3 separate regions of the Columba livia genome follow, and regions 1 and 2 are each linked to region 3. The links are chromatin contacts, called in public Hi-C maps. All regions are on one chromosome and are shown on one strand. Each heading gives the region's core, a stretch centred on a gene start, on an enhancer-like site or on the middle of the called end of the contact. The rest is flanking DNA. Distances are from core to core; before and after follow the strand shown. Region 1 overlaps FBLN5 (fibulin 5). Region 2 holds the start of FBLN5 (fibulin 5). Region 3 has its middle 50 kb from the start of PPP4R3A.

The links. A called contact is a pair of places that touch in the nucleus more often than the background predicts.
Region 1: a contact with region 3 is called in a Hi-C map of liver, with 2.7 times the contacts expected there. The contact joins two enhancer-like sites. A contact is called at or near these places in 2 of 2 Hi-C or Micro-C datasets (crop and liver).
Region 2: a contact with region 3 is called in a Hi-C map of crop, with 2.9 times the contacts expected there. The contact joins the promoter of FBLN5 here to the enhancer-like site in region 3. A contact is called at or near these places in 2 of 2 Hi-C or Micro-C datasets (crop and liver).

Annotation. Positions count from the first base shown.
Region 1 is chr5:17,834,084-17,836,783 of bColLiv1.pat.W.v2, forward strand. It overlaps FBLN5 (fibulin 5), which reads left to right. Exons shown (of 11, transcript XM_005506145.3): 8 at 1,943-2,065; 9 at 2,615-2,700. Among named protein-coding and RNA genes, the nearest start is that of TC2N, 25 kb to the right of the region's middle. Within about 2 kb of position 1,353, at least 1 of the 3 cell types and tissues checked has an H3K27ac peak away from gene starts, as active enhancers do.
Region 2 is chr5:17,793,601-17,796,300 of bColLiv1.pat.W.v2, forward strand. It overlaps FBLN5 (fibulin 5), which reads left to right and starts at 1,338. Exons shown (of 11, transcript XM_005506145.3): 1 at 1,338-1,978. The coding sequence starts at 1,962.
Region 3 is chr5:17,913,442-17,916,141 of bColLiv1.pat.W.v2, forward strand. No RefSeq gene overlaps it. Among named protein-coding and RNA genes, the nearest start is that of PPP4R3A, 50 kb to the right of the region's middle. Within about 2 kb of position 1,415, at least 3 of the 3 cell types and tissues checked have an H3K27ac peak away from gene starts, as active enhancers do.

The sequences.
Region 1 (2,700 bases), core at 103-2,602, 79 kb before region 3:
CATTTAACATCTAGAGCTGCAACGCCTAATGTAAGTTTTCTGCTTTCTAATGGATTTTCTGATTTTAAGTTAAACTCCTGCACCTTTCATGTGCTTCTGAGCTAGTTGGGGGCCTCAACCAGCTAAGCTCAATGCAATGCCACATAAACTTTGCCAGTACAAAATGGTGACAGAAAAGGTAGTACTTGAGCCTCATTCATGTCTCAGAGTTAAACCAGCAAAAGGGACCTTCCACCACTCATATTTAGAGCAGAAAACCTTTTCTTGACAAGTCTGTGTGAGAAAATACTTGTCAAAGCAGGCCAAATTTATCTGGATGAGCTTCTTTCACTTCCCAACCAATCACTAGGCATCACTGTGGTTTGCAAAGGGAATGCCTTAGTAGGAGACATGCCTGTGAGACACCCAGGATCCAGATGTGCTTCAACAGTCCATGGCCTAGCAGATGTCTTACCTAGAAGATGGGATAAATCCCTGCCCCAGTTCAGGGAGTCAGAGATTTCAACCAGACTTTCCCAACATTGGTGTTATTTTCTAATCACAGAGGCCTTGCATGTGCATTAGATGTTCTCTGAAATGCCGAACATCTAGTCCTCTGCAGGTAGTCAGCAGCATGCCAGAAGGGTTTAGGAACAGCAAAGGTGTGTCTGTCCTGTGTGGGCTCAGCAGCAAACATGTAGGACCCTCAGGGCTTTAAGTCCCTCCAGCACTTGGCAGCAGCTGAGCACAGGTTATATGAATCTGTTGTGCTGGAACCCTGGGCTAGGACACCTCAAGGCGATGGGTGATAACTTTGTCCCTTTAAGGAGTCAGCCCTTGGTCCATGTTTTGTCAGGAAGGTGTTTTTTTCAGTGAACTCTCTGGGAAAAGTTGGACAATAACAGGATTATGTAGGTGTGGAGTTCCTTTCATCACCATTTTGCTAATGTGGTTGCAGCAATAAACCCATTTAAAAATATTTGGACTCCAAATACTTTTCAATTCATCTGCACAAAACACTAAAAGTGGATAAATGGACTGAGCCCAATTTAGAAGAAAGAGAAATTCAGTCTGAAGAGTAAAAGTGACTTGCCTGGGAGAGTCAACATGTCAGAGCTGGGAATAAGAACTTGGGAGTTCCTGGCTGGGGTTCTGGCCCTTGTTTCTTTCTTCCCCTGAACAGGGAAATAAGGAAATGATTAACTGCAGCCTCCCTCAGTCTAGTGCCTTTGCATGTGTTTTCCCCGCAGTCAGCCATGCCTCCATGTGCAGCTCTGAAGTTCGTCTTTCTCACTCGAGCACAGTTCTGCAGAATATGACTGGTCAGTTCATAAGTGAAAGGGTAAAAGAGCACAATTTCTGCTTTTCATCAGAGACTGGACAGACTGCTCAGCTTCCTGGGTATCTGGGACATGGCTGGGCCTTCCAGTAGATCTGACCCAAGCTGGGATGAGCTCTGTAGTCCTGCTGGAATGCCTTGGAAGTAACTGGCTAGAGGTTAAGAAACATAAAACGGCCAGAGCTGGCTGCAGGAGTTCTGCTGGGACCCATGTGGCCCTGGGAAAGGGAAGTTTGCTCTCCAGAAAAAAAAGGAAAAAAAAAAGAAACCCCACCGCCAAGTCTCTCCTTTCAAATTACAGTTGCAGCTTTGTTGTTGGAGTTGCTCTATCTGTGACGTAAAACACAACTGAAAACATGTCCAACTGGTGACAGGTATTCAAAAACAAATACATATAAATAAAAGCCGCATTGTATTCAGCAGAAACTTTGGTTTCCCTGGGAGAAAAATGTTTAACCAAGAACTTGTATAGCATTTTGCCAGGTTGCTGAAGATCTCTGGGGAGCTGAAGGGTGCCAACCTCCAGCTGGGGTGACAGGCATATTGTCTGGATGGTCACCTGCCTGTGGGACTGCTCTTTTGTCTGTAAAGCCAAAGACACTAAACTTTGTTTTACCACTGCAGACATGGACGAATGCAGCTTCTCGGAGTTCCTCTGCCAGCACGAATGTGTGAATGGGCCTGGTTCTTACTACTGTATCTGTCCTTCGGGCTATAACTTGCTTGACGATAGCAGAAGCTGCCAAGGTAAGAACATTCCTGCGCTGATTAAAACCCCAGGGGCACGGAAAATAAGCCTTGTGTCTGGAAAGAGCTTTCCAAGAATTGAGATGCTTGGTCCTGACATTGCACAGTGAAATACTCATAGGGGCCAATTATGTAACTCTGGTAAGAATGTCATCACGTGAATAGTCCCAATGAGGTCAATTGGTGTGTTGGTGTAAGTAAGACTTTACTGACGAAGAAGCAGCTACACAGAAGCAGCTACACAGAAAAGCCCTCAGATGCTCTCCTCTCTGCTGCACATCTCTCTTTAGTTTTCCCCTTCTCTAAGGTCAGAGAGCTTGAGCAGCCAATTTATTTCCCAGTTTTTGCAGCACTTACCATATGGGAGCACTCCCATAAGCAGAAATGAATGGAGTAAAAACTGATCTTAAAAGAGAGGCCAGTTATTCAAAGGTCACTTCTCATGGTGCAAAAGTGTTATGAATTTGGGGTCAAGTCCTTAGACAGAAACTGTTCTGTAAGAGTGGTGTCTTGCACATATTTCCCTTTCTCTTGTTTCTTGTGTTTTAGATATCAATGAATGTGAAACCAGAAACTTCACCTGCACTCCGCAGCAAACGTGTTTCAATATCCCAGGAGAATATAAATGTTTAGAC
Region 2 (2,700 bases), core at 88-2,587, 120 kb before region 3:
GTTGTGGTTTGGTACTACTTTTTATACTCCATTTTTTTATCCAATTCAGCTGCCAGATGGAGACAGGAAAAAATCAAAACATTTGTACAGTATTCCTTCTTAGGGGAGCCCCTTAGGTGGTCAGGTCTGGATTCACCTCCCGTCTCCAGCACTGGCGTACCTCTGCCAGCTGGCTGATCTATCAAAACCCTTTAGTCTGCGGCAAATCTTTGGGAGGAGACTGGTGCTGCACTCCTACGGTGATTCTGGCATGCAGACAATGATTTTGCCAGGTGATGGTGAGAGAAATTCAGTGGATCAGCAAGTGAGGTATCAGCAAGTACATAAGGCAAGGCCTTCATCCACACAAATGGATACTCAGAGCACCTGCATTGCTACTTTTAGACTTCTTAGTGCTCCAGATCATTGAGTGTACCGAGAAACACTGGACTTACAGAGGAACAGGAATACTCACTGTTAACCTTTGGCCACAATGAAAATTTGCCTGGGCTTTGCTTTCTAACTCTTCCCTGTTTTCTGATCCATGACAAAATTTTCCTCTCACAACATGCCCAGAAAGCTTCCTTGGAAATCTCTTGTGTGAGTTTTTATTAAGCTTTTGAGAAATCTTTTTAAAATAAGTTCACCAATTCCTGTTTTTGACACTGTTGAAGGTACAGAGCTCTTGCACTTCCCATTGGCATCAATATCACTTGTGGGTGCTCAGCAACCATGAAGCAGCTCAGTCTTTGTGTCTCAAACTGGGCATCCATGCTTAGAGGACAGTTTCATGAATATCTGTTATAATAACCGTGTTTCTGTTTCTTAATCTGTTACAGAGAAATGCATGATAGATTTTTATCTTTTGGGACATTTCATGTTCCTTAGGAATAAAGGGTTTCCTCATATAGGAGACTCAACAGAAATTCAAAGTATTCAATTTAATATCTATGTGTTTCATTTCAGTGTTCATCTTTGGTTCTAGCATAATCTTCACAGCATCTGATTGCTCACCTCTCACATCTCATAAATGTTCTGCTTGACCTACTGAGGCTCTGCCTGTGGCAAAGCTGCAAACCACCTGAAAAAGTACTTTATTTCCTTCCTCCTCAATCATAACTGGAGATCTGTAATATATGTATTTCCTGAGAAATATTTCATTTCACAAACCACTCCCTTAAGTGTGGGGTCAGTTTAAAAAGGGCCAGTGTTTGTAGACAAGTCATTTGTTTTCCTTTGAACATTTAATTTGTTTATTCCTGTTTTCAAATAATCCCCAAGCAATATAGTTCCTGTAGCTGTGATCATCATGAATTCAAGTTATTCACCTCCCAGAGGGTCAGACTTTTCATCAGTATGCCATTGGCACGAAGCAGCGAGTGTTGCATATTCATCATCCGAGACACCGGCTAGAGGGCCTCCAAAAAGCCTGACTTTTTTTTTTGTTCTCAGAGCAAGGAAAACAATCCCTTCCCTTCTCCAGTCCCTTGATAAGGGTTTCTGTCCAATAACGGTGCTCTCTGCTCCGAGGCACATTTAACTGTGAAGTTTGCAGCGGGAGAGGCTTTCCTTCAAGCTGTTAGTGTTTTATCCTGGCAGGCTCCTCGAGGTTGTTGTGAGGAGTCTAGCCAGTTGGTGAGCTTTGTAATCTAAACCAGCTGTCCCAGGCTGAGGCCCCCATTTGCATTGTTTAACATACTTAGAAAATGAAGTGTTCATTTTTAACATTCCTCCTCCAATTGGTTTAATGCTGAATTACAGAAGAGAACTAAGCAAAACCAGGTGCTTTCTCTGTATTCTCTCCAGTGTCTGAGGAGGTACAGACGGCTCCCGATCTTCTCCATTACTTGCTATTTCGTTCTTGGGACTATAAATGACAGAGGAACTGAAGTGCTAGCAGAGGGTAATGTTTGGAAAAACTTTCTAGTTATTCATCAGCACAGACTCTGTTTTTTTTCCACCTTTCCCCAACGGTTTTGGACATGCAAGGATTAAAAAGGTAAGTGGTATGCATGAAACTTCTTTACTTACTGAAGGGAAACCTACTTGTGGAAAAACTCTGTGGCAGGGATTCGGTATGCCAATCCACTTGCTAAAGCCATTTGCAAAGAGACGGGATCTCAGTGGTCAGAGGTGGGGAAAGACGATCTGTCTGTTATTAAAGCTGTGCTGCCTCTGACGAGTTCCTTCTTGATCTGTGCTTATATGCTGCGTTTTAGCAGCCGCGGCATCCACAGGAGTGCTGAATCGCAGCAGCAAACGATCCCACTGGCTACAGTGACTGATTTGAACTAATTAGCCACTATTGCAGAAGTTAATTGCTAGTTTAAAATATATTGCCTGCTGGGTAAGCTACTGTGACCAGCTGAATATAGTGTTGATAAGTTGTGCTGCTTGTCTGCTAATAATTCTTGAGAGGATTTGAGATCTAAAGTACCGAGCAAATTGCAGTGGTGGTTGTAGGCAGAACACATCTGAGGCAGTAAGGTCATCCCCCCACCAAGAGGAAAGAATATATCATCTCCTAACAACAGAAACTAAAGACTGTCTAGAAACATATGAGTTTTGTCTGACCAGTTTTATAGGGGATTTTGCTAGCATGCACTGCTCTGCAATAATACAGAGCGTAGCCCAGTTGCTGGGTATGTTAATGTTCAGCAATAACCTGTTGTATTTCCTTCTAGTGCTGTTCTTGCTCTGTGCAAAGTGAGTATGCAGTCT
Region 3 (2,700 bases), core at 165-2,664:
ACATTAGCTACAGAATTCCTAAACATTCCCACAGTGAGCAAATAAGAAGTGAAGAGTTATACTTCCATACCTTAATTTTTTAATTATCATGGGTTTCTATAAAAAACATTTGCTTAAAATTGGATCACATTTCCTGAAACTTTTGCAAATCCATATGAGTGGTTTTCTGCTTTTGTTTTTTTTTGTAGTCTCAAGTTTCAACATCAATTTTTCCCATGGTCATGTTCAACACCGTTCTCTAAACAATCTGGTATTGCCTGAAGTGTGGTTTGACACTTTAGTTAAGAGATGTAGGTTTGGGGTGTTTGGTTTTGTCTTTTAGTTTGTCAATAACTAAGCAAATGCACTGAGACTGTAGCTTATTACAAGCACTACATAATAGACAATCATATTTGCCTTTTCTTTCGTATTACCTGGCTCTGTTTATTTCTGTTTTCTACAAGCACTCTGAGCTGGCACCATCGTTTCTCCCTATGTATGTGAGCATTACTTCACAGAGGCCCTGACTCACTTCTGAAGCTTTTAAGTATCTAATAAAAAAAAATAACATGAAAAAAAAAAAAGCTTTTTTTTTTTAAACTCCTGATCAGGACATATATTCTGACAGTAATTCCACTCAGCATCTATCTTATATACCGAAGTGGAGCTAATTAAAACCCTGCTTGTCCTCAGAAATGTCTCTTTTGCCATTATGTGTGGATAAAGACACATTGGCTTTTCAGTTTGGTGGCCAAACTAAACAAATGGAAAACTATTTTGGTTTGGGTAGAACTGAAAACATTTTAGTCAACCCAAAACAAAAGGGTTTTTTTAAATTATTATTTCTTGCTATGCATTGTCTGGAAAATCAAATTTAAAATGCAATTTTAAAACTATAGGCTTGTCCTGAGTTTGCAGCAACACTTCAACCTTTCATTTTCAGGTCTGGAGAAAATATTTTTACTAGTGGCATCTGACCTTGTTAACAATTATGTTTTGAAAGCAAGTTTTTCAGAAAATCTAGTACTTGCTAAGTATAGGGCTCCCTACTCTGCTGAGAATATGGGTCAGCACATTTTCTTGTTTCTTTTAAGGAACACTGGATTGTAACAGGGGAAAAGCCATTTAATTTTTCTCATCACACCAACAGGAAGTCCCTGTAGTTCCACTTTCTTGCCTTCTGTTGAGGGGATTATTTTTAAATTCAGTTTTTACTCTATTGCCTGGCTTCCCACACACGCACGTCCAGGCAGCTCCCTCTGCTCAGAACCAGCTTCACCGCGGCCGCACTTCAAACCCTCCGCGCCGGCAGCTCCTCCCAGCCGTTGGCTCTGCCCGTTAACTGAACGAACTGCCTTCACCGGGATTCTTTTGCACCCTCAGAAGCAATTAACTGCCAGCTCGCCTAACAGTTATTTCTGCAGCCGGTGCTTGTCCCCGGCCCTATGGGTCCCCACAAGCAAGCAGACAAGATGGCGCCTGTCCCACAGCGGCGGCCGCAGGCTGCGCTCTTCCCCCGCTGCCTCCCTTCAGAAGACCGTAGTCTTGATCTCTTCTGCCACGCAGTGGCTACTGCGGAGAACTGCCCGAAAACCATGTGGCAAACTCTGATAAATCGTGAGATTTGAGGGGAGGTTTAATTCCCTCCTCCAGCCCCGTTTCGGTCAGTTCGAGCTGCCCCCTTCCCCAGCCGTGGCTCCATCCCTGTGCTCGCACATCTACACACCCCAATACTTTTCCCAGGCTCTTTCCGAGCTCTTCAAATGTTCTTTCCTTTTTAGCGGGGAAAAATGAACAAAACCAGTGACGAGTTTGATTTATTCTAACACTGTTATTATCTTGTAAACTGATCATTTGAAAATAGGGTAAGAGCCATACTGGAATCTGCGGTGCTCCCCATGCTGATGCTGTTCTGAGGTGGTAGGGCCAGTCCTTGCCAGCAAAACACAAGGTGCAACAGGACTGTTTAACCCACCTCCACGCTCACGGGGGTTATGTGTCCCCTGGGACCTGAGCTAACGTCCCAGGCCGTTGCTGAGCAGCACTGGATTGTGCAGACACACCAAATTGCTCATTAGCTCCAGCCTCTTATATGGAGAACTCTGCCGAATCACACAGGCACCACATTAGATGCTGCCAAAGTTGAAACCGGAGACAACCACTATTAGTGAGTTGCAGACCAATGAAAGCAATTCCAGTAGGTAAGGAAGTAGCCCTGTATCCTCTTACAGTTTATTTGAAGGAAGTATGTCTTCTCAAATTGGTTTGGCAATTTCAGCACATGTTGCTATCTGCACTCAGGTGAGGGAACTTGCTGCTTTCTTCATTATGGAGGGTTTGAATAAGCTGCTAGTAGGGAGCCTCTTCTGATTGATACTTCACAGAAATGGATTTATGGTGTCTGCAGAGCCTCTGGTAAGGAGTGCACTGGAGTAAGGAGCCATCTGATGCATTTGTCTGATGAGCTGGAAACACATGGACTTCACTGCAAGTCTGACTCACCTCAGAATGGACAGAGATTGCGAAGTGTTTCTCTTTACCAGCCCAGCTTATCTTCATAACAGAGTTACATGTAGAGATTACATTAGGCTAGGTCTGATTTATAGCATTAGCCAAGAAGGTTTTGAAACCACTGCCTTGCCTTCCACCCCATTGCTGATACTACTTGGCAGAATGAATTCCTGATCTTCCTTGAAGAGAATCTCTCTCCATTTAAGGTTA